Linked DNA regions of Mus musculus: regions 1, 2, 3, 4, 5 and 7 are each linked to region 6. Evidence: chromatin contacts called from public HiChIP or PLAC-seq and promoter capture Hi-C data. All regions are on one chromosome and are shown on one strand. The core of a region is the stretch at or near the end of the contact, and the rest is flanking DNA. Distances in the headings are between cores, read along the strand shown. Region 1 overlaps Scfd2 (Sec1 family domain containing 2). Region 2 overlaps Scfd2 (Sec1 family domain containing 2). Region 3 holds the start of Srd5a3 (steroid 5 alpha-reductase 3). Region 4 overlaps Scfd2 (Sec1 family domain containing 2). Region 5 has its middle 2.9 kb from the start of Gm32002. Region 6 holds the start of Pdgfra (platelet derived growth factor receptor, alpha polypeptide). Region 7 has its middle 14 kb from the start of Gm32002.

What was found. Promoter capture Hi-C pulls out the DNA fragments that hold promoters and counts their contacts. HiChIP or PLAC-seq counts read pairs in DNA pulled down with a chosen protein or histone mark.
Region 1: a contact with region 6 is called in an H3K4me3 HiChIP or PLAC-seq map of craniofacial prominence, with 4 times the contacts expected there. The contact joins the enhancer-like site here to the promoter of Pdgfra in region 6. A contact is called at or near these places in 14 of 39 promoter capture datasets (the SN4741 cell line, cranial neural crest, embryonic stem cells and 8 more), 1 of 15 datasets of contacts at CTCF or cohesin (large pre-B cells), 1 of 484 Hi-C or Micro-C datasets (cardiomyocytes), 6 of 115 datasets of contacts at active chromatin or transcription factors (craniofacial prominence, embryonic forebrain, embryonic hindbrain and 3 more) and 2 of 9 other capture datasets (embryonic stem cells and liver).
Region 2: a contact with region 6 is called in an H3K4me3 HiChIP or PLAC-seq map of embryonic limb bud, with 5 times the contacts expected there. The contact joins the enhancer-like site here to the promoter of Pdgfra in region 6. A contact is called at or near these places in 4 of 39 promoter capture datasets (embryonic stem cells, hematopoietic stem and progenitor cells, neutrophils and 1 more), 4 of 15 datasets of contacts at CTCF or cohesin (the NIH/3T3 cell line, embryonic stem cells, large pre-B cells and 1 more), 1 of 484 Hi-C or Micro-C datasets (palatal mesenchyme), 9 of 115 datasets of contacts at active chromatin or transcription factors (T-cell acute lymphoblastic leukemia, bone marrow-derived macrophages, craniofacial prominence and 6 more) and 4 of 9 other capture datasets (adipose tissue, embryonic stem cells, liver and 1 more).
Region 3: a promoter capture Hi-C map of liver shows a contact between it and region 6, with 2.3 times the contacts expected there. The contact joins the promoter of Srd5a3 here to the promoter of Pdgfra in region 6. A contact is called at or near these places in 4 of 39 promoter capture datasets (hippocampal neurons, liver and stem cell-derived epiblast-like cells).
Region 4: a promoter capture Hi-C map of HPC-7-derived erythroid cells shows a contact between it and region 6, with 11 times the contacts expected there. The contact joins the enhancer-like site here to the promoter of Pdgfra in region 6. A contact is called at or near these places in 18 of 39 promoter capture datasets (the 3T3-L1 cell line, the C10 cell line, the HPC-7 cell line and 13 more), 2 of 15 datasets of contacts at CTCF or cohesin (the NIH/3T3 cell line and large pre-B cells), 14 of 115 datasets of contacts at active chromatin or transcription factors (the NIH/3T3 cell line, craniofacial prominence, embryonic basal ganglia and 10 more) and 2 of 9 other capture datasets (embryonic stem cells and macrophages).
Region 5: an H3K4me3 HiChIP or PLAC-seq map of stem cell-derived neural progenitor cells shows a contact between it and region 6, with 4 times the contacts expected there. The contact joins the enhancer-like site here to the promoter of Pdgfra in region 6. A contact is called at or near these places in 6 of 39 promoter capture datasets (HPC-7-derived erythroid cells, embryonic stem cells, frontonasal cranial neural crest and 3 more), 2 of 484 Hi-C or Micro-C datasets (cranial neural crest and palatal mesenchyme), 6 of 115 datasets of contacts at active chromatin or transcription factors (cardiomyocytes, craniofacial prominence, embryonic hindbrain and 3 more) and 3 of 9 other capture datasets (adipose tissue, liver and pancreatic islet).
Region 7: a contact with region 6 is called in an H3K4me3 HiChIP or PLAC-seq map of embryonic limb bud, with 4 times the contacts expected there. The contact joins the enhancer-like site here to the promoter of Pdgfra in region 6. A contact is called at or near these places in 1 of 484 Hi-C or Micro-C datasets (palatal mesenchyme), 7 of 115 datasets of contacts at active chromatin or transcription factors (cardiomyocytes, craniofacial prominence, embryonic forebrain and 4 more) and 4 of 9 other capture datasets (adipose tissue, embryonic stem cells, liver and 1 more).

Annotation. Positions count from the first base shown.
Region 1 is chr5:74,213,603-74,216,302 of GRCm38.p6, forward strand. All of the region lies in intron 7 of Scfd2 (Sec1 family domain containing 2), which reads right to left. Among named protein-coding and RNA genes, the nearest start is that of Rasl11b, 20 kb to the left of the region's middle. Within about 2 kb of position 1,254, at least 42 of the 459 cell types and tissues checked have an H3K27ac peak or open chromatin away from gene starts, as enhancers often do. A contact at or near this core is called in craniofacial prominence and embryonic limb bud, where this site is marked.
Region 2 is chr5:74,264,858-74,267,557 of GRCm38.p6, forward strand. All of the region lies in intron 5 of Scfd2 (Sec1 family domain containing 2), which reads right to left. Among named protein-coding and RNA genes, the nearest start is that of Gm32064, 50 kb to the right of the region's middle. Within about 2 kb of position 1,289, at least 23 of the 459 cell types and tissues checked have an H3K27ac peak or open chromatin away from gene starts, as enhancers often do. A contact at or near this core is called in embryonic limb bud, where this site is marked.
Region 3 is chr5:76,138,853-76,141,552 of GRCm38.p6, forward strand. It overlaps Srd5a3 (steroid 5 alpha-reductase 3), which reads left to right and starts at 1,421. Exons shown (of 6, transcript NM_020611.4): 1 at 1,421-1,696. The coding sequence starts at 1,476.
Region 4 is chr5:74,333,343-74,336,042 of GRCm38.p6, forward strand. All of the region lies in intron 5 of Scfd2 (Sec1 family domain containing 2), which reads right to left. All of the region lies in intron 1 of Gm32064 (a long non-coding RNA gene), which reads left to right. Among named protein-coding and RNA genes, the nearest start is that of Gm32064, 18 kb to the left of the region's middle. Within about 2 kb of position 1,424, at least 6 of the 459 cell types and tissues checked have an H3K27ac peak or open chromatin away from gene starts, as enhancers often do.
Region 5 is chr5:74,157,317-74,160,016 of GRCm38.p6, forward strand. No RefSeq gene overlaps it. Among named protein-coding and RNA genes, the nearest start is that of Gm32002, 2.9 kb to the right of the region's middle. Within about 2 kb of position 1,370, at least 2 of the 459 cell types and tissues checked have an H3K27ac peak or open chromatin away from gene starts, as enhancers often do.
Region 6 is chr5:75,150,980-75,153,679 of GRCm38.p6, forward strand. It overlaps Pdgfra (platelet derived growth factor receptor, alpha polypeptide), which reads left to right and starts at 1,272. Exons shown (of 23, transcript NM_011058.3): 1 at 1,272-1,478.
Region 7 is chr5:74,174,339-74,177,038 of GRCm38.p6, forward strand. No RefSeq gene overlaps it. Among named protein-coding and RNA genes, the nearest start is that of Gm32002, 14 kb to the left of the region's middle. Within about 2 kb of position 1,428, at least 48 of the 459 cell types and tissues checked have an H3K27ac peak or open chromatin away from gene starts, as enhancers often do. A contact at or near this core is called in craniofacial prominence and embryonic limb bud, where this site is marked.

The sequences.
Region 1 (2,700 bases), core at 4-2,503, 940 kb before region 6:
ACATTTTAGCCTAGGCATTTTTGGTGATGAGCATGGTATCACACACAGAGAGCTCAAAGTGTTATGTAGATAAGAGAGCTCAGGCAGGTGAGATGGCTTAAGAGGTAAAGGTGCTGGCCACACAATCCTGACAACCTGCGTTTGACCTCTGGAATCCACACAAAGGTGGAAGCAGACCTCCACACACATGCCATGGCGTATGTTCCATCCCCACACATTACAAATACACACAACAACAACAATGACAACAACAACGAATTAAATAAAAAATAGAAAGCAAATGTATAGGATGTGCAAGCTGAGAGAAGATTCCTGATTCCTTTGTTACCTTAGAGACTTTAACAAATTAATTAAAAAAAAATTTTTTTTTTTTGAGGCAGGGTTTCCTGTGTAGCCCTGGCTGTCCTGGAACTCACTGTATAGACCAGGCTTGCCTCAAACTCAGATATCCACCTGCTCTGCCCTCTGAATGCTGGGATTAAAGGTGTGCATCACTACCATGTGGCTTTATTTTTAAAATACTATTTTCCTTCTTCCCTCTCCTTTTTCTAATCCATTCTACACATGTATTCCTCCTGTTCTCTCTTTATCTCTATATCCATATTTATATCTATTCCTAAATATATAACTGTAACCTTCTCCATCCATATACATTATTTTCGTGTATGATTTCAGGGCTGGTCACTTGGTGTTAGGTAACAAACTGGGAAACTTTTCCCCAGGGAAGACTCTCTCACTCTCAGGGGTCCTGAGCTGCCTGTAGTGCCTAGGGTTAGGTTTCCCCCTTCCATGTTAGCATGTCTATTGGTGCCACCCCGCTTAGGTAGGCATGCTGAGGAGACTTCATGGGTGTAGCGACATTCCTGACTTCCTGTTCCTGTGGCTCTCACCATCTTCTAAACTCCTCTTTCCTAGTGATCCCTGAACCTGAGGAGGAGGAGGAGGAGGGGCCGGAGTTGGAGGGAGGCGGGGTGGGGGGGAGTACGAGTTGTGTTGTAGATGTACCATTTGGAGCAGGGTGCTGCTTGGTCCCTTGTTCTCTGCAGTTTTCTGTAATGGTCAGAAACATCTCAGAACCACTCTCTCTAGCTTATGCACGGCTTTCTGTCTGAGTAACCAGACCCGGGGAAACCTCCCAGCCTCACAAACAACTGCTGTTTCTCACTTAATCCTGGGACAGAAATACAACTGGCTCTGAAACTTTAGCATGGCACAGTGTGTTCCTCAAGACATATGCTTTCCATAAGAGAGTTTGGAATCTGAAACACATGCTGAGAATCTTGAAGGACACAGTAGAAGATGAAAAGGGGGAAGAGAATGAAAGGCAGCAACAACAAAGAGCAATTCCCTGGGGCAAGGATAGGGGTGCATGTAAAGTGCGGGGGCGGGCCTGGGGTGGGGGTGGGGCTAAAGAAAGGGGGTGGGGCTGGGGACTAAGGAGTGGGAGGGTTGGGGGACTAAGGAGTGGGAGGGGTTGGGGGCTAAGGAGTGGGAGGGGTTAGGGGGCTAAGAAGGGGGGGAGGCTGGGGGAATGCTGGACTAGGCACAAATACATGGGTCCAATTAATGCATGTTGGTGTTTGCTATTTTGGTTTCAGTTTAGATTTGTGTGTTGATATCCGACTTTCTCTTCAGAGCGTGTCAGGCCAGCAGGCTGCTGGGAAGTGGAGCCATTCTCATCCCAATCCCAAATTCCTCAAATGCAGCCACACATGACTTCTCCCTGTCTGCGTGTTAAGTCTGCGGGGGTGACAATCTGAAGATGAAAGCTTGACACAGCATGTTACTGCACACACAGGGTGTAGTAAAGCTGGCAGAGTCTCTGCTCTCTGTCACTTGATGAGCCCTAGAGGGCTGGGATTAACAATGTCAGCTCTGGTCAGGGAATATGGCTTTCTCCCCAGGATCTCAGTGCAGGCTCTGGGACCTCTGCAGGCCTGGGCTCTGGGAGCATCTGCTGTCTGGTTGACTCCTATGATGCCAAGGTGAGGATCCTCCTGCTTCCAGTGTCTGGGACTTCTCAGGAATTCTGGGAATGCTGCTGCGGAGTGCGCCTTTACTCAGTTTCCCTCCGTCTGGGGCTCACTTATCCTCAGAATAGGTACAGTCAGGTTCCCCATTCCCCATTAGTGACCAGTGCTTTACAGAGGCAGTAAGAGAGGAGCAGGCCTTAAGAGGAGACCAGGCCCTGGAAATACCCATGCTGAAAATGGCTGTCAGGAGTCACCAATATCACCACTGCTCCCAAACATTCCGTTACCCAGTCATCCATTTAGCAAATATTTATTGAGCAACTACTATGGGGAGGCACTGCGAAGGTATCATAGGCAACCAATACCCATCATGTGAAAGCCAATGACTCTTCCTGGTCCCCATTTCCTCAGCCCTACCTAAGTTCAGAGTCATCTTTTCTCTTTCTTGCCTTATCTTGTCCCAGGCTCACCCTGGTTTCCCATCACTCAGTGCTGCCAGAGCAAGTCTTACAGAACACAGAGGAATTTGTTATATATTCCCAAACAACACTCAATGGTACTGTTCTGGTTTCTGATCTGTTGCTGTGATAAAACACTGCACAAAACCAAATTGGGAGCCAGGTATGGTGGCTCACGCCTTTAATCCCAGCACTTGGGAGGCAAAGGCAGGCAAATTTCTGAGTTCGAGGATAGCCTGGTCTATAGAGTGAGTTCCAGGACAGCCAGG
Region 2 (2,700 bases), core at 39-2,538, 890 kb before region 6:
TATAAAACATGCCAATCATGAGCAATCGTCCCAGCCTTGTGGCTAAGAAGTAACACACACCCTTCACTTCTGTTAGTAAAAGCCTAGAAATCTACAAGGTCCATTATTGTGGCCAAAAGGTGGGGTTCTGTGATTGCCGACCCCCCCCCCCCACTAAAATCTAGCAAGATGTTTGGAGAATGGCTTCCCAGAGGATTCTCAGGAGAAGGACTGGGTAAAAGGTGACTGTCACCAAACACTTGCAGTCTCTGCAGTACAGTAGAGGCCTGCCCCTGGAGGAGTAGCCGTGGAGAGCACCACAGAACTGAGACAAAGGAGCTCGAGTTGTTGAAAATCAGGTCAGCATGAAATGCTTTTCATAACCCAGGTCTTTTGTGTTTCGGGGAATTCCTATGACCTTTCAGACTAGTGTCCCACAGGGAGGAGGGCAAGAGGATCAAGACATGCTACAATTCCAGAAAGTTCCTTGAGCTTTAAAATCAAATGTGGCATTCCAGAGGAAAGGGCTTGTCCACATAAGGATTGGGGAATGCAAGACGTCTCACCTGGACTGGACGGAACTACTGTGCCCACAGGGCCAGAGTAGGCACCGCAGGGAGGCAAATACTGTGTGCATCATTCCCTTTCCACCACCAACCCCGACCCAGCACATAAACACCAGAGAGACATGAAAGTGGCAGCATCTGGAGAACTCTCGCTATCTGCTACTTGGAGAGGTTGTGTCAAGTGGCAGTGAGGGTTGGGGCAGGGGTGGGGGAGCACTCTGTGGCCTGAGTTTAAAAACAAACAAACAAGAGAAACCATTGGCAGCTGCTGAGACTAGCAGCAGTTCTTCCTGACGTGGCACTTTGTGGGCTCTTCCAAATCCCGGGTGGCCCCTCACAAAGCCCTGGAATACCACAGGGCTCCCAGGCCCAACACACAACATGCGCATTTGCAAGGCTTTGTTCCTGTTCTGTCCACGGCCTTACAATGGCATGCACACCCTGCACTCCAAAACCAGAGAAAAAGAATGGGGAGGCTGCCCCTGGAAAGATCTGTCAGCAAAAAGGCTGTCCTGCATCCATTTTCTCCTACCCAGTCTCCAAGTGACTGTCCACGGCACCAAGATTCCCACCTGCAGCTCTCTGCTAGGCCGTGTCCTTGCCTGATAGCGGTGTGTTTGCAGCAGACCACGGCTATGCTTCCATTTTCATTTGTTAGTATTGACCTAACCTAGCAGCTCTCGGCAACGACTGTTTTCAGTTAGAGGCCCAGGAGGTACTGTTTTAAAAGGAGTTCCATTAAACTTGACATTGAGTCTCCTTGAGCAGTTAGCTCCACAGTCGAGGTGATTATGAGCCAGTGGCCATCTCCAGCCCCCTTCAGAACACAGGCTCATTGTACGGGAGGGATCAAGTCAACAAAGAAACAAGGCTCGGTTTTTCTTATTGCATCCAAATTGTTCCTTCAGACTAGGCAGGGAGGGAGGGGAACAATGACACTTTAAGGCTAATTATGAAGTACACCTATGTGTTCACATTTGATTCCCCATTTTATTACAAGGTCATGAACTTGGGCTTACATATTAAAATCCACCTGGACTGTGAGGCCCTTTGTTAATATTATGAGGCAGGCTCTGCATGCTTGTTTATTTCTGGCCGGGAAGGGAATTAACTGGGCTCTTATCCCAGCCCTGTCTCCAGCCGGTCTTTCTCTCACCTCTTAATGGTGGGAGGAAGGGTGCTGGCCGGATGACTTTTGAGGTTCCTTCCAGCACTAATGTTCTCTACACAGTGATGTTGTCTACAGGATCCAGGAGTCGACCTTCCCTTAGGATTCCCTCCTCTAACCCCCAGAACAGACTCCGACCTGTTTATCATGATCTGATACCTGTGTCCATGGCCAGATGGCTTTATTCACTGCCACCACAGGTGCCAGGGACAGAAGAAAAGCTCCCAAGGAGCAGGCATTTAAGTCTCACTCATCAGTCACAGGCCTTCCGAACTTCAGACCAGGGCTAAGGAAAGGGTCCTTACACAGCTTTGGAGGACTCACTGTTTCCAAGGACATGTGGACCTTATAGAAAATTCTATGGGTAGGAAGAGTTTAGCCTGGGAGCTAATCTGCCATAAATGATAGCCATAAGCTGTCATCATACTTAAGCTATGATCCTAAACTAATTCCCATTAGGCTGTCATGATTTCCATGTATTGGCATATGGAATCCTCTCCATACTCCTCAACAATAGGTAGTATTATTTGTTCAACTTTACCAGGAACCGAAGGCTTAAAGAGGCCAAGCATCCTATATGAGGCCTTACTTCTGGTGGACAGTTGGCACCAGAAAGAAGATAGTCTGACTCTCAATCTCATCTAGGTGAAGCAAAGGGACAAGGCTGTGGGACAAAGTCAGGACACCTGCTTCAGGCTAGTGGCTGCATGGATTCTAACATGTCCCTTCACAGTTACCAGATGCAGTTACCTTGCATCTAGTAGCTGGTTAAGTGTCCCCAGCGATGATGTGTAGAGCTCTCTCACCAGAATCACCCTGTGTAATCTGGGCACCATTCCAGAGCTGGGACAAGGCCCAGCAGTTTATCTGTTCACAAGAACCCAAGCTGATTTTTAAGTGTTCAAACCTGAGATACCAATATTCATGATTCCTAAGTCTCCTATAGCTCTTACACTGGTCCATGGCTTTCTTCAGTAAGAAATTCTT
Region 3 (2,700 bases), core at 171-2,670, 990 kb after region 6:
GCCCGTGTTGTCAGGGGAGGCACGATAGCAGGAGGCTGGAGCAGGAACTCGAATGTCCTGGTTGCTTTTGTTAGTTTTGTCAACTTGACACAGGCCAGAGTTATATAACTGAGGAGAGGAAGCTTAACTATATTATTAATGATTATTGACATGGATGGGCCAGTCACACATACACACACACATACAATCTATAAATAAAAGTATTCTTTTTTTCCCCCACTCTGTAATCTTTTCTTTTTTTTTTTTAAGAGAGAAAATGGGAGTGTACCATAATTTGGCTAAACGCATCAAGGCAGATTTAGGGGTGTAGTCATTTTTCTGTTGAAAGCAAGGCTGTGATAAAGACTTGTATTATAGGGGTACACAATTGGATCCCATTTGCTTCCTCCTTTCTGAGTAGCCTGCATTACTCAAGGACCCGATAGCCTGAAATACCACTAAGCAGCTGTCAACAGGGAACCAGGCCTTCATCTAACACGTGATGGTGTTTTCCACTGATGCCTGAAAGACAGCATCTGAGCCAGATCCGTGGAGGGAGGTTTTTGGAGATTTGCTGTCTCATACCTTGCCTTCCCCCTCACCCCCACTGCCCCATGGACTCGAGCCAATGAGTGCATAAAGGTCTTCCAAATCTTTTCATTCCTAGCCATAAAGGCAGCAGACACAGCTAGTTAAACACTTTGTCCATGGAGCAGATGGGTGAAAAACGTAGGTCCATTGAGGGCATTACTCTGCTTTTCCACTCCAAAATCCAGAGTTTGCCGGAGCAGCTCCAGCCTACAGTTGACAAAGTGTAGAATTCCCTCACCGAGGTCTTTCCAGAGGTCATCCCTGAATTTACAGCGATCCCCATCTGGAGTATGCTAATGAATCTGGTGCTTCTGGTAGACCAGCGTGGTATTAAGATCCTTCGCATCTTGACTCCTGGGGGCCCCCTCTAGGGACCCAGCCAAGAATTCAGCCTGTACTTCAACCAAAATTTCTCTTCACACTTTTTCGCAGCAGTAATCCCGCAGTCAAAGTTTATAGAAACTTACACAGGCTGGTGAGAACCTGACCTCTAGAATAGGATCCCCGAAGCGCCACATGGTGGAAGGAGAGAACCAATTCCCCCCAAGCTGTCTTGGGCTCCCACCCACACCTCTTGGCATAGCTCCACTCCACTTAATAAATAGGTGTAACGTATCTCTACAAGACTTGGACTGTAGCACGTGGTCTCGCATGCTCCTGCAGAACTTCAAGTTGGAGTTGCATCTCGGAATTAGATTAGAGGCAGTACAAGTCTAAAGCGCAGCCTGCTCAAACCAGGTGAGCAGGAGCACAACCCAGCTCCTGAGCGCCTAGCCAGGGGCGGGGCCGCGCGTCCCGCCCAGGAGCCGCGTCACCGCCAAGCGCGCCGCCGAGGCGGGAGGGAGGGAGGGGGTGAGAGAAGGAGGGCGGCGCGGCGGCGCGCATCTGTAGCCGGCTCCCGGGCTATGGCTGGGTGGGCCGGGTTTGAGCTCTCGGCCCTGAACCCCCTGCGGACGCTGTGGCTGGCGCTGGCCGCCGCCTTCCTGTTCGCGCTGCTGCTGCAGCTGGCGCCCGCCAGGCTGCTGCCGAGCTGCGCGCTCTTCCAGGACCTGCTCCGCTACGGGAAGACCAAGCAGTCCGGCTCGCGGCGCCCCGCCGTCTGCAGGGCCTTCGATGTCCCCAAGAGGTAACGTCGGTGGCGGGGCGCGCCCGGCAGGGGGCAACAGAGGCGGCGCAGGCACGTGAGCCAGGGGCTGTCCCCGAGCCGTCCCCGGAAATGACAGAGCATCTCAAGTTGGCCCGGCCCCCAGGGAGCCGCCCTGACTTCTTTACCCCCAGTTTTCCGCTTCCCCTCCCCAGAACTTGAGGTCGTGGAAATTCATGGACTTGGAGGCAAGTTCTTCCTCGATTTCCGCAGTTCTCAGCCCGATCTGTCACAGTCAAGAAAGAAGTCCAGAGTGTGCTCCCCTGGGGCTGTGCAGACATCACTAACCTGCATCTCCACAGGTGCTCTGGCAAACTAGCCCAGTATGCCCTGCCCCAACCCATCCCGGAAGGCTCAGTAACCAAGTTGTGAAATACTAAAATCTTCCGGGGTACATATGGACTCCGCTGAGAATATGTGAGACCCGCCACATGGCTTTCCTTTCCTTTTCTTTCTTTCTTTCTTTTTTTTTTTTTTTTAACTCCACGATGAATTCAGTATGTAGATGGAGAAGTCATCTTAACACAGTATTCTAGATAATAAAGCTGTGTCATTTTTTTTTATGAAATTCATCACGCATTTGCATTTAGAATTGAATTGGAAGGAATGTGATGGGTTCTGACGGATTCATCTAGATTGCTTTAGAAATCTGTAGCCGTTGCCCACCTCTGCAGATGGCGGTGGGGCTATCAACTGGCCCCAGCTATGTCCTGACTGTTGGAGGGGGTCTTTCAGGGGGTTAGTGTGAGAGCAGAGTACCATGTCATTGTGAAGAATGAATGGTAAAGAGATTAAGACCCGGAAGAACTCTTCCTTAGAGGCCCAATTTTAAGACCATCCTACCGTCCTCTTATCCTCGGGTTTGATTGGCCTATATCCCTTATGCTATATAGCAATTTATTTTCTGACTTTTGAGAGAGGTTCTAGTGTCCCCAGAGTTCAAAGCACACTTAAAAATCACTTATACTCAGTCTCTCTGGATGGGA
Region 4 (2,700 bases), core at 174-2,673, 820 kb before region 6:
AAACCCATGTGAGATACACCTGTGGGCATGGTTCACACGAAGGCTCAGCCTCCAGGGGCCTCCAAGCCTTACATCTCAGACTTAAGACTGTCTCTTCACAGAAAAGTGTCTAATCAGTGTAAAGCCATACTTAATCCACTGTAGGCCGAAGAATGCATCCCATCCAAGCTGGGCCACGGGGAAAGGTCTATGATAAACAAGACAGCAATCCAGGCAGAGAATGTCACAGTCCAAGGAAGCCCTGGGAAATATAGATCTTAGATATTTTCTTGGAACATTACACATAACTGTAAGCCAGAATACTGAAATTTTATGAAGATTGCATTCAGTGAAAATAAAATGGTTTTTGCCATGGATTTTTGAAAGAGTGCTGGCCAACATCAGGCTGTAAATGTAATGCTTTTTGAAAATTAATTGGAAACATAAATTGACTCTAGAAGAGCTGCATGTTTCCCAGAATTTTTCTTAATAAGAACAATATGTGGAGGAGATACTTCTGAAAACAAAAAAATGAACACAAGTCTAGAAAAGTGGTGTTTTCTGAGTGGTATTTACTACGTTATTTACTGGCACCCACTGGAATCTAGCTCTGGGCCACAGGCAAATCCTTGCACGAATCTGAAGAGGACTGCACGGGACTGCAGCCGTCTCTGGGCATGACTTTTTGCCTTATCATGGCTCAGCCTCAACTGTAAAGGCAACTGTGATTTCTCAGATCCTTTTCTGATTGATAATTGGGCTCCTGTATTTTACTTTACTGATGCTCAAATGTTCACAGCAGGGCTCATTTTCAATCACTCTCACTGCAGTAGTCTGGTTTTGATGAAAAATAGATTTGCAAGGAGACTTTTGCATAGCAGTCAAGCCTCTGTCTGAAGTCTGTGAGCCTTCCCATTAGGAATTCACTATATGCACAACAAGTTGGGGGAGGCACAGAAACACACACAGACACACACACAGTATATGTGACAGGTGTAAGGGTCACATACTCTTGTATTGGGTGAGACAAAGAACAAGATAATAAAAATACCTCACTCATGCCTGGGCACACACACACACACACACACACACACACATCCTCCCCATATCCCCCATACACATATACCATTTTAATGCCAAGAAAAATACTTCTGTAGATTCTCGATGTACTTTGAATAAAATTCAACTTTTTTCCCCTCTATATCTCAACCTCATAAGAAGGGGTTCATTCAAACTAACTTAATTTCCTATACTGCAATAAAGTGAAAAATGAAATAAAATGATCTCTGACTGTATGGTTTCATCATGACAGCTAGTTAGTGCTGGAGAAGTATGTTGCTGTATAATGTAGAAATGTACTGGTTGCTCTGGCTGAGGACTGGATGAAAGTGTCTGTGAGTGCCTAAAGCTACAGGATGCTACAGCTGTTCTTCAGGTCTCCCATCTTTTGCTCACCTGTGTCATATGGGTCCTACCACCTCCTGTCGTGACAGGTTCGTGCCTCATTGCCTGTTGATGTCTTTGTTTAGTCTGAAATCTTAATAATTTTGATAAGAGCTCTACCAGCAATGAAGTGGGAACTGACCTTGAAAACAGTTGAAAGATTATTCTAAAATTGCTGATATAAAATTTTTTGCAACCTAGATAAAAATCCTTGCTGAATTAAATAAGTGCGCTGGTTTTAGCTATTTAGTTGCTTCCCTGCTTGGAGAAGTGGGGTACAGAAAACCGTGGGGACCATTCAATCTTCAAATCTGCTACCAGACATATGCTGTGCATATCTTCATAAAGGCTTTTATTATGTGGTCCTTAAGCAGCATATACATGCCAGATGGGTAGACTGAAATATAAAACACTTCTCAGAAGAAGCTATTATTGGGTCAGTAATATGCTAATTAAAAGGGCTTATGCAACCATCTGGGAGACCCCCAATGGCAAAAGCTTATTTCTAGAACTTCACTGCAGCTGCATTCTATATAGCCTCCTGTAGATTTAGGGGTGTCTGGAAAATCACCCCTGTTGGCACTGGGGGAAAGGCCTTGGTGAGTTGACGGGGCTCACAATGTGTTTCAGGTTGGACAGGGATTTGCAATTCCTGCATGACTTGGTAGACATAGTTTTAATGGTCAAATTTCAGTAACAACTCTCTGCAAATTACATCACCATCTCACTATATCTGTAGACTCACCCCCACCGAGCACAGAAAGATGGCATTTAAATAAGGAGATGAACTATATGGTGTGACTCACCAAGGGAGTAACTTGTCCACCCAAGTGTCTAGGTTGGGGGCATTGTAAGGATAAGCACTGGGTGGAAACAGGCAACGAATGAACCAAATTGTTTGTGCCCTTGTAAGTGTGGGCCAGGGCCAGGGCCAGTCTGACGTTGCTCTCAGGAGATACATAAATGGCTGCTTCAAACACTTACTAAGAGTCACTCTTTATCCAGCCTGATTCTCCAGGGCTTATGGAACCCTGAAGTTTATTACTAACTCTATGAATTTTATTTTTATATTTGTCCTCTTTGTTAGGGTAACAATGTGGCAAATAAATATTCCCATTTGTTAAGACAAGTAGCGGGAGTAATAGGCTCTGTCACAGGGAAAAAGCCCGTCTCACATACATCCAGGAGTAAAGAGCTGGCTAGTCTCAAGGATCAGAATAAAGCATATCATGTTCTGCTGGGCAGGCAAAGCCATTCTTGACAGGGAAGCATAGCTGG
Region 5 (2,700 bases), core at 120-2,619, 990 kb before region 6:
TAACTCCCGAGCCTTTACACACTGAGAAGACTCCCAGTGGAACACAGGAGAGTGTGTGTGCATGTATGCCTCAGTGTCCAAAGCGGGTTCCTTCCAGAACCCTCGTGGACACTAAAAGCGGTGTATTCTGTGCCCTTTACATAAAATGATACCATCTATACTCAACCAATGCACATCTTCCTGTGTAGTTTAAATCACCTCCAAATTCCTTATAGCGCCCAAAGTAAATCCTGTGCAAATAGTTGTTGTACTATATTATTTAGGAGATAACAAAAAAGTCTACACATTTAATGCAGACAGAAGTCTCCCCCACAGACCCCAAATATTTAAAACTCCAGTTAGTTGAATCTGTGGATATGGGACTTTGTGGGTTGTTTGTTTGTTTAATGTATATGAGCACACTGTAGCTGTCTTCAGACACACCAGAAGAGGGCATCAGATCCATTATAGATGGCTGTGAGCCACCATGTGGTTGCTGGGAATTGAACTCAGGACCTCTGGAAGAGCAGTCAGTGTTCTTAACCACTGAACCATCTCTCCAGCCCCCAGAATTGTTAAAAGAGATAACTGGAAAAAATGCCTAATGGTTTTTACATATGTGTGTGTATGCATATGTATGAATTTTATATGTAAGGCACAGTAAGATATTGATATAACAATTAAACAGCATCATTATAGAAAACTATAGTAGAAATTATATGAATATGGTCTTTCTGTAAATATATCCTTCTGCAGTGTGGTCACCTTTTTGTTTTTCTGATGCTGCTGTGAGATGATGTAATATCTACATTAGACAGAGTGAGGTAAGTCACGGAGACACTGTGAGTGGTGGTAAGCTAGTATGTAAAGGTTACTCAAATGTAGCGCTGTGACAATTACTCTGATAACCAAGATAGCTAACAGTTGGTTAGCATATACAATATAGATACACTGGACTGTGAGATGATTTGTGTCCTGGGCTAGACAGAGAACAGTGAAATTCCAGGCAATGTACAATTGTAAACTGGAGAATTATTTAGTTCTTGCTTTGCTTGTTTCCTATTTTTGTACCACAGTTAACTTGTGGGTAACTCAATCTTTGGAAAGAGTAATCAAATCATGGATAAGAAGGTCTACTCTGTATGTATATTTTGTTTCTCTGGAAAATCTTGACACTCACAATGATATAAACTAATTTTATGTTTTTCAGGGCTCTGCATTATGGCAATTTGTAAGTGATTCTGAAATAGACAAAGGAATAAAAACCCTCACATTTCAGGTACTTAGCTTCAATGAAAACCTATGACCTTGAATTTCTATAATATGTGGCTACCCGCTTAATTACCTCCTGTATTATTTTTAAGACAACCCTAGACATGCCACCATTTCACCCAGACACATTTCAGTGTGTATCTTTGGATGATAATGACTTAAAAACATAACCACAAGGCCATTAGCAAACGTAAAACTAAAACCAATCCCCTAATATCATCAAAGATTCAGTCCTACCCAATTTTCTAGTACTTATCTTTTGAAAGTGGATTATTTTTATGAGTCCTTTAAATAGTAACACAGAGTACATACTCTCTGGAAAAGGCAAGAAAACACACAGAACAGGCGTCAGAGTCAGCCACATTGCTGGGCTGTTGCCAGCCTATATGGTGCCATTTCATAAATAAGAAAAAAAAAGACTTATTTCAGGAAGGCAGCCCATGCTGAAATGCCTGCCACCCCTCTTCTGTCCAGGATGCCCATGTGCTGTGCACAAACTGTGCATTGTATGCTCAAACCCCCGAGGGTTCCCTCAGTGTTTACATTTTGGAGAAAAGCCTTCCCAGATTTTCTATGGATATATACATAATTTCTGCATAATTGTTTTCATATGGTACACTCAGTTTTGCCAGCAGCCTTCCCCACAACCCCCACGTAATAGCAAACCATAAACACTTTCCCATGTTGTGAAATTTGTTTCTCAACCCTGACTTTCTATGGATACACAGAGTGCATTGTACGGCTGTCCTGTATGGGTTCTGCAATGGCCAGTTGTTTAGCTCTATAGCCCTTTAAGCACCCTGCCTGTCTTTGGGAGACAGAACACACTCAATCACAGTATGTCCTTCATGGTAGGAACATGACACGCAGGGGAATTTCTGGGCATGCATTTGTGTGATCATTAGGTTGTAAATTGGTTCCCCGTGGCTGGTTTGGAAAGACAGCTAAGGTATGGTTCTATTTAGTTCAACTCATGCCTTGGGGGGGGGGGGCAGGAAGAGCCGTCCCCTGACATATTTAAACCCTTAGCTTTTTCATAGTAAACAAGAAGCTTTAGCAAAGAGCTATGAGGCAAGAAAGTGTAGAACATAGCGACGGGGACAGTTATTCCTAGAGTTATGCAAGCAAGAGACATGGGCTTTGGAAACCAAGCTCTACTGACGTGTGAGGCCAACAGAAGACAACAGGGTTGTGTGTGCGCGTGTGCATGTGTGTCCATGTCCTATAGGCTGGCCTTATTTGGTGTTAGGGCCCAAACACAGTCATTTCTAGATGTAAAAACACCTAACAGTCTCGTAAGAAACACTAGCACAGACACAGGAGTTGGTTAATGGAATCACAGAAAATCGCCGGCACGAAATCTCCATCTCTTGAGCACCGGGATAAACACTGAGGTCAAGGGCAAGGCGCTCATTTGCTCAAACCCACAGCCCACAGTCGGCCCAGAGC
Region 6 (2,700 bases), core at 22-2,521:
ACTCGGCATTTCGGGGAAACCTCTGTGATTTACGCCAGAGCCTCAGGTCCACTATAGTGGTGAAATAACCGATGGTTATTCGACGTTTTGTTATCAACCTGGTCACCTTGTCCATTTTAATTTTGATGTGTGAGATGGAGGTGGTGGTGGTGGTGGTGGTGGTGGTGGTGGTGGTGGTGGTGGTGGTGGAGATAGAGGACTTCTCACACCCCCCCCCCCACACACACACACCAAAAGCATTCAAAAATAGAGCGCAAGTCGAAGGCCCTCCCTTCCCCCACCCGCTCCGGGAAGTCCCGCTTCGCCCAGGTTTGGTTCCTGGAGTGTCAGCGCCCCCTTTCCCTCGCCAGCAGGATCGCCGTGTCCCAACTGTCTCTCGCTGGGTGTCTTGGGTTCCCTGGTTTGTGGCTCAAACGTCCTGAAAGCTTTCCTAGGGTACGTCGCGTGCGACCCACTCGGAAGGGTGGAATTTAGGAGGATAAAAATCCTTCTGCCATCAAGATGCAGAGGGCAGGCATTTGGTAGTCACGCCTAGCCTGAGCGTTTTCATATGAAGATAGAAGAAGCGAGGACCAGATAACCCCCGAAAACAAAGGCAGGACCAGATAAGTGGCTCCGAAGGGATAAAGGTCGTTCTTTCCTTCTTCCGGAGAACATCCCAAAGGTACGCCGAGCAACCGTTATTTGCACACCGCCTCACAATCCAGCCTTTCAAAAACCCATCATCTTCCTATTAGACTCCACAGTTTCCTAATCCCATTAAAGGATTAGCAACTACACGGCACTTTCCCTTAAGACCCCCAGTTCAAAACGACGCAGCCGCGTTAGAATTTCTCCCCAGGGCCATATTTCTAGCGAGGCCCAGACTGTCTATAGAAAGGATAATTTGAATTCTAGATTTATATTCGTTTTAGAAATGAGCAGCAATTTTACGTGTATTTTCTTTTCGAAGAGAATACAAAACAATAGCACCCCCACCCCCAAATTGGGAAGTCAACTCATTTTGGAAATGATGGCTGTTTGTAGTTTCCTGAAACCTCTTTCCCGGCAGAACGTCAACACCTCCCCCTTCGGCCCCCCACCCCACCCCATCTGGTTTGCTCCCCCCTCCTCGTTGTTGTTGAAGTCTGGGGGTTGGGACTGGCCCCCCTGATTGCATAAGAGCAAAAAGCAAAGAAGAGGTCTTGAGCCTGAGAGAGTCAGAGAGCAAGGAGTCCTAGGGAAACTTTTATTTTGAAGAGACCAAGGGGGGGGGGGACTTCATTTCCTGACAGCTATTTACTTTAAGCAAATGATTAGTTTTTGGAGGACGGACTATAACATTGAATCAATTACAAAATGCGGGTTTTGAGCCCATTACTGTTGGAGCTTGAGGGAGAGAAACAAACGGAGGAGCTGCGGGGAAGGACTGGAAGCTTGGGGCTTACTTTTCACTCCGGGTATCGGATTTTCTTTGCAAATTGACATAGAAGGAGAAGGTAAGGGAGAGGAAAAAGTGACTTTTGTTTCTCAAGAAGGTCCCTGATCATAACTTGGGGCTGCAAGAAGCTAAGTAACTTCAAATTTTGGGCAACGAGGAAAACAAAAACAAAACAGCTGAGTTCAGTGGTGTGTCCAGAAAGTAACTTATTCTGAATAAACTTCACTGGAATGGGGGGTGTGGGGGGGTAACCATTAGAGAGTCAAAGATAAAAAAAAAAAAAGAAAAAGAAAAAGAAAATGAAAAAAAATCCAGACCTATTTTTAAAAGCAATGTTTTTTTTTTTTTCCCTACACAATCCTATAGCCTTCCAAAGAAATTGTTAGGCTTACATTTTTGAGGTTTTCCTCCAGGGTGGGGGTGGCGTTCGTGCTTACTGGGACGAACACCAAGTAACATTGGGGGGGTGGAAGCCGCGGCGCTTGGCCTCTTGGCAGTGGGTCACGGAAGAGGACAGGTTTTTAATGAGTATTTTCATTCGTCGCCCGCGGTTTGGCGGGACTACGCTGTAGCGGGTGGTGCGGCGCGAAGCTTGGGGAGGGGGCGCACCAGGAGAAGTGTGTGTGTGGAGGGGAAAGGGGCGCCGAGTGGGGCGCGGGAAAGCGCTAAGAAAAAAGGGAGGTGTGAAGGGCTCGGCTGGAGGAGGTCGGACCTCGGATGCCGGCCGGGCACACTCGGCGCCAGTCGAGCCCTCGTAATTACTGGACGGCGCTGCTGTTGGAAACATCTGGGGCCAGACTTGAGCGCGGCGGTGGCGGCTGCAGCACCGTGAGAGGGGCGCGCGGGCGAGGGGCGCAGCTCCAAGGGTTCCGGAGAGATTGGAGCGAATTACTTGGGTGCTAGAAGCCTCGGGCGGAATCCGCAGTGCGCTGGGATCGTGCGCCTCTCACTCCAGCGACGGAGGCAGCGGCGGCAGCGGCGGCGCGGACGAGCGATCTGGAATAATGACAAACACATTTGGCCTCGAGTGAAGAAGTCGTCCTGGCCTCGCATTCCAGCAACTGGGATTTGAGGAATTTCAAACTGCACTCCGAGGGGCCCTCATTGTGCTCCGTAGTCCCCACCCCCACTCGGCTCACTTGCGTCTCCAGTGGAGTCTTTTCTGCACGGCCGGGGGTTGGGGGGGCCTGGCTCTTGCTTAGTCCTGGCCGCAGGCAGCAAAGAGGCAAGATCCCTGGCTAGGAGCTGACCTCTTGTGAAGAAGTCAGGACATCTCTGAA
Region 7 (2,700 bases), core at 178-2,677, 980 kb before region 6:
TATAGCATATATATTCTATACTATATATTATAGTATTACCCCATAGTGCAGCACTGAGGGTCTGGAAATGTATTTCCCACACTGGGAAGGGGCTGTCACACCCTACTCCACACTGACAAGATACATTATAAATCAAAACATAATAAAAATGTCGTGCTTCACCAATGCCTGGGGACACAGCTTTTTCCTAGAGCCATTAGGTGTGGGTACCAAGTGACTCATTGACTACTGCCACCGTCTATGAGGGGACTTTGCTCCCTGCCCCTGGGCTGCCCTCCTCCCATTTGCTGCTGCTTTCGCTCATCTAAGGGATGCTAAGGTTTCATCTAGCCCCCTGCAAGTGAGAGCGCACACCCTCTCCACATCATCACCAGACAGCGCCTTTAGAGCTCTGGCGCAGCTCAGGAAGCATCTCATAGCAGACTGAGCCCAGATGGGAGCCCTGTAGTCCATAGAAGAGCTCATGCCAGCACACTTGAGCCCATGGGGGCTGACCCCACCAATGGTTATTGAGTTTGCATATGCCGTTCAAGTATCCTTGGGTCTTTTTAGAAGCCATTCCAAGATGAGTCGTGATTCATAGGTTACAGACACAGGCCAGCTTGCAGGAGCATTTGCCTATCGAACATGCTTATTCCAGTCTTTGGAAACACAGGATAAGCCGCCATAACTGCAAAGCCCTATCTACCATTTATCTGGCTTCTCTTTTTCTTTTTTAAGCTATTCTAAAAAATGATATCTTTTAGCACCCCCAGTGATGATCATTCTGGAATACAGTCATCCTCCACACCCAGCGGGCCTTGAGCTGTATAGTAATTTCAGGTAGGAACAACAATGGCACCCTAGAATATTATCCATCATTGCAGCAACGTCACAAAGGGAGAGAGTTATATCTCAGTTTCTCTCTACATAATGGGAAAAAGCAAGCTGCAGGCAAAGTTTTGAATGTTACTAAATTTGTTTGAAATGATCCAAAGGTTACCTGGGAGGCAGCTTTGCAATGACAAATATCAAAGGGATCATTTATATTCTCTTGTATTTGATGCGTCACTGGTGGAGAAACCAGTTATCAGTAACATCTCGAGACCTCCATCAGCCTCAGTGACCTTGTCTCTGAAATGGGCGTGCCATGAAGACCAAGCGACAGAAATGAAGGTCCTGGGAACAAGGCTGTCCACAGACACCCAATGCCCGATGCATGCTTATCCCTCACTGAGCCCAGTGTCACTCAGCCCCAAGCCGCGGAAACACATGGCTGTCGGGAAAAGAGCTGGCTGCCTTCCTTGTCTCTCTTTCCTTTTTCATTTTGTCTCCACAGAATGGGAGCGAGGGAGGGGGAGGCAGGTCTCCTGCCTCACAAAAGGCCAGTGTCTGTGGGCCTGCAATGTCTGGGAGGCCCATTAGGCTACAAGGCAGCCCTGCCAAGTTTACATATGGTTTTCATATCACCGGGCTTGTTGTTTTGACTCCTGTGAGCTCTCTCTGCAACAACGTCTCTGGAGGAAAGGAAGTGCAGGCAGACTGAAGGCCAGGGCTGCAATGGCAGAGGCATCTAAGGTACAAAGCAAATAAAATACCTCCGGGGCCGTGCATAGTCCCCGAGATCTGTCCCCTTGGGTTGCTACCTCCTTGCTTGCCTTCCAAGTCGTCCAGCATCTGGTACCTTCTGGCTTCCAGAAGACTCAGTCATGTCTGAGCTTTCTTCCCAGAGGAGGTCAGGGAGGCAGAAGAATTTGGCAGATGAACAAAAGCCATTAGCAGCGTCTGGTCTGATGTAGGTGGCAGCACTTGGGAGTCCACAGGCTCTGAGGAGCCAGTGTGGACTGGTCCTTCTGTTAGCTGCCCTTCAGTAGGTACACTCTAGCTTAGCTGGTGGGAAACGAAGGTGAGTTGAACAAACCGGTTCTTTCCAGGTCTTGCACAGAGTAGGCTTCCAGTGGAGTGTGGGTGCACAAGGTAGCTGCAACAGTAATGATAATGTATGGAATTGTAGTCATCTGTGTGCGTGTGCATGTGTGTGTGTGTGTGTGTGGGGTACATATATGCACAGCATACATGTGGAGGTCAGAAAACAACCTCAGGATGCTATTTACTTTGCCACCTTTAAAGGTATTTTAAAAATATCTATACATGGATAACATATTCAGATCCAATTCGCTGTCCTCTGATTCCTCGCCTCTCTCCCATACTTTTCCCTTTGAACTCTATGCTCTCTCTCTCTCTCCCTCTCTCTGTGTGTGTGTGTGTGTGTGTGTGTGTGTGTGTGTGTGTGTGTGTGTAATACCTACCTGCCTGATAATAATTTCCATTTGACAACTATTTCTTGGGAGCCAACCATACACCTAGCACTGTACTATTCCTGAGCAAAACCAGCAGGAGCAGCTGCCGATGATCACATCAGTATAGCATACACGGTGTTTATCTTCATCCGTTTGCTCGTTTGCCCCATGAAGGAAATGCTGTAATCACCCCACCCCCACCCCCATTCTTCAAACCAAGAAGCTGAACTCCAGAGAGGTTAAGCACACTTTTAATTGCGTTTTGTTTTGAGATAGGATCTTGCTATTCAGCTCAGTCTGATCTAGACCCGCCATCCTCCTGCCGTAGCTCTCTGAGCACTGTGATTACAGGTGTGAGCCAATCCAACTAGCGTTACACTTGCTCTAGATAACATTACCAGACTAGGAGCCACACTTTGAG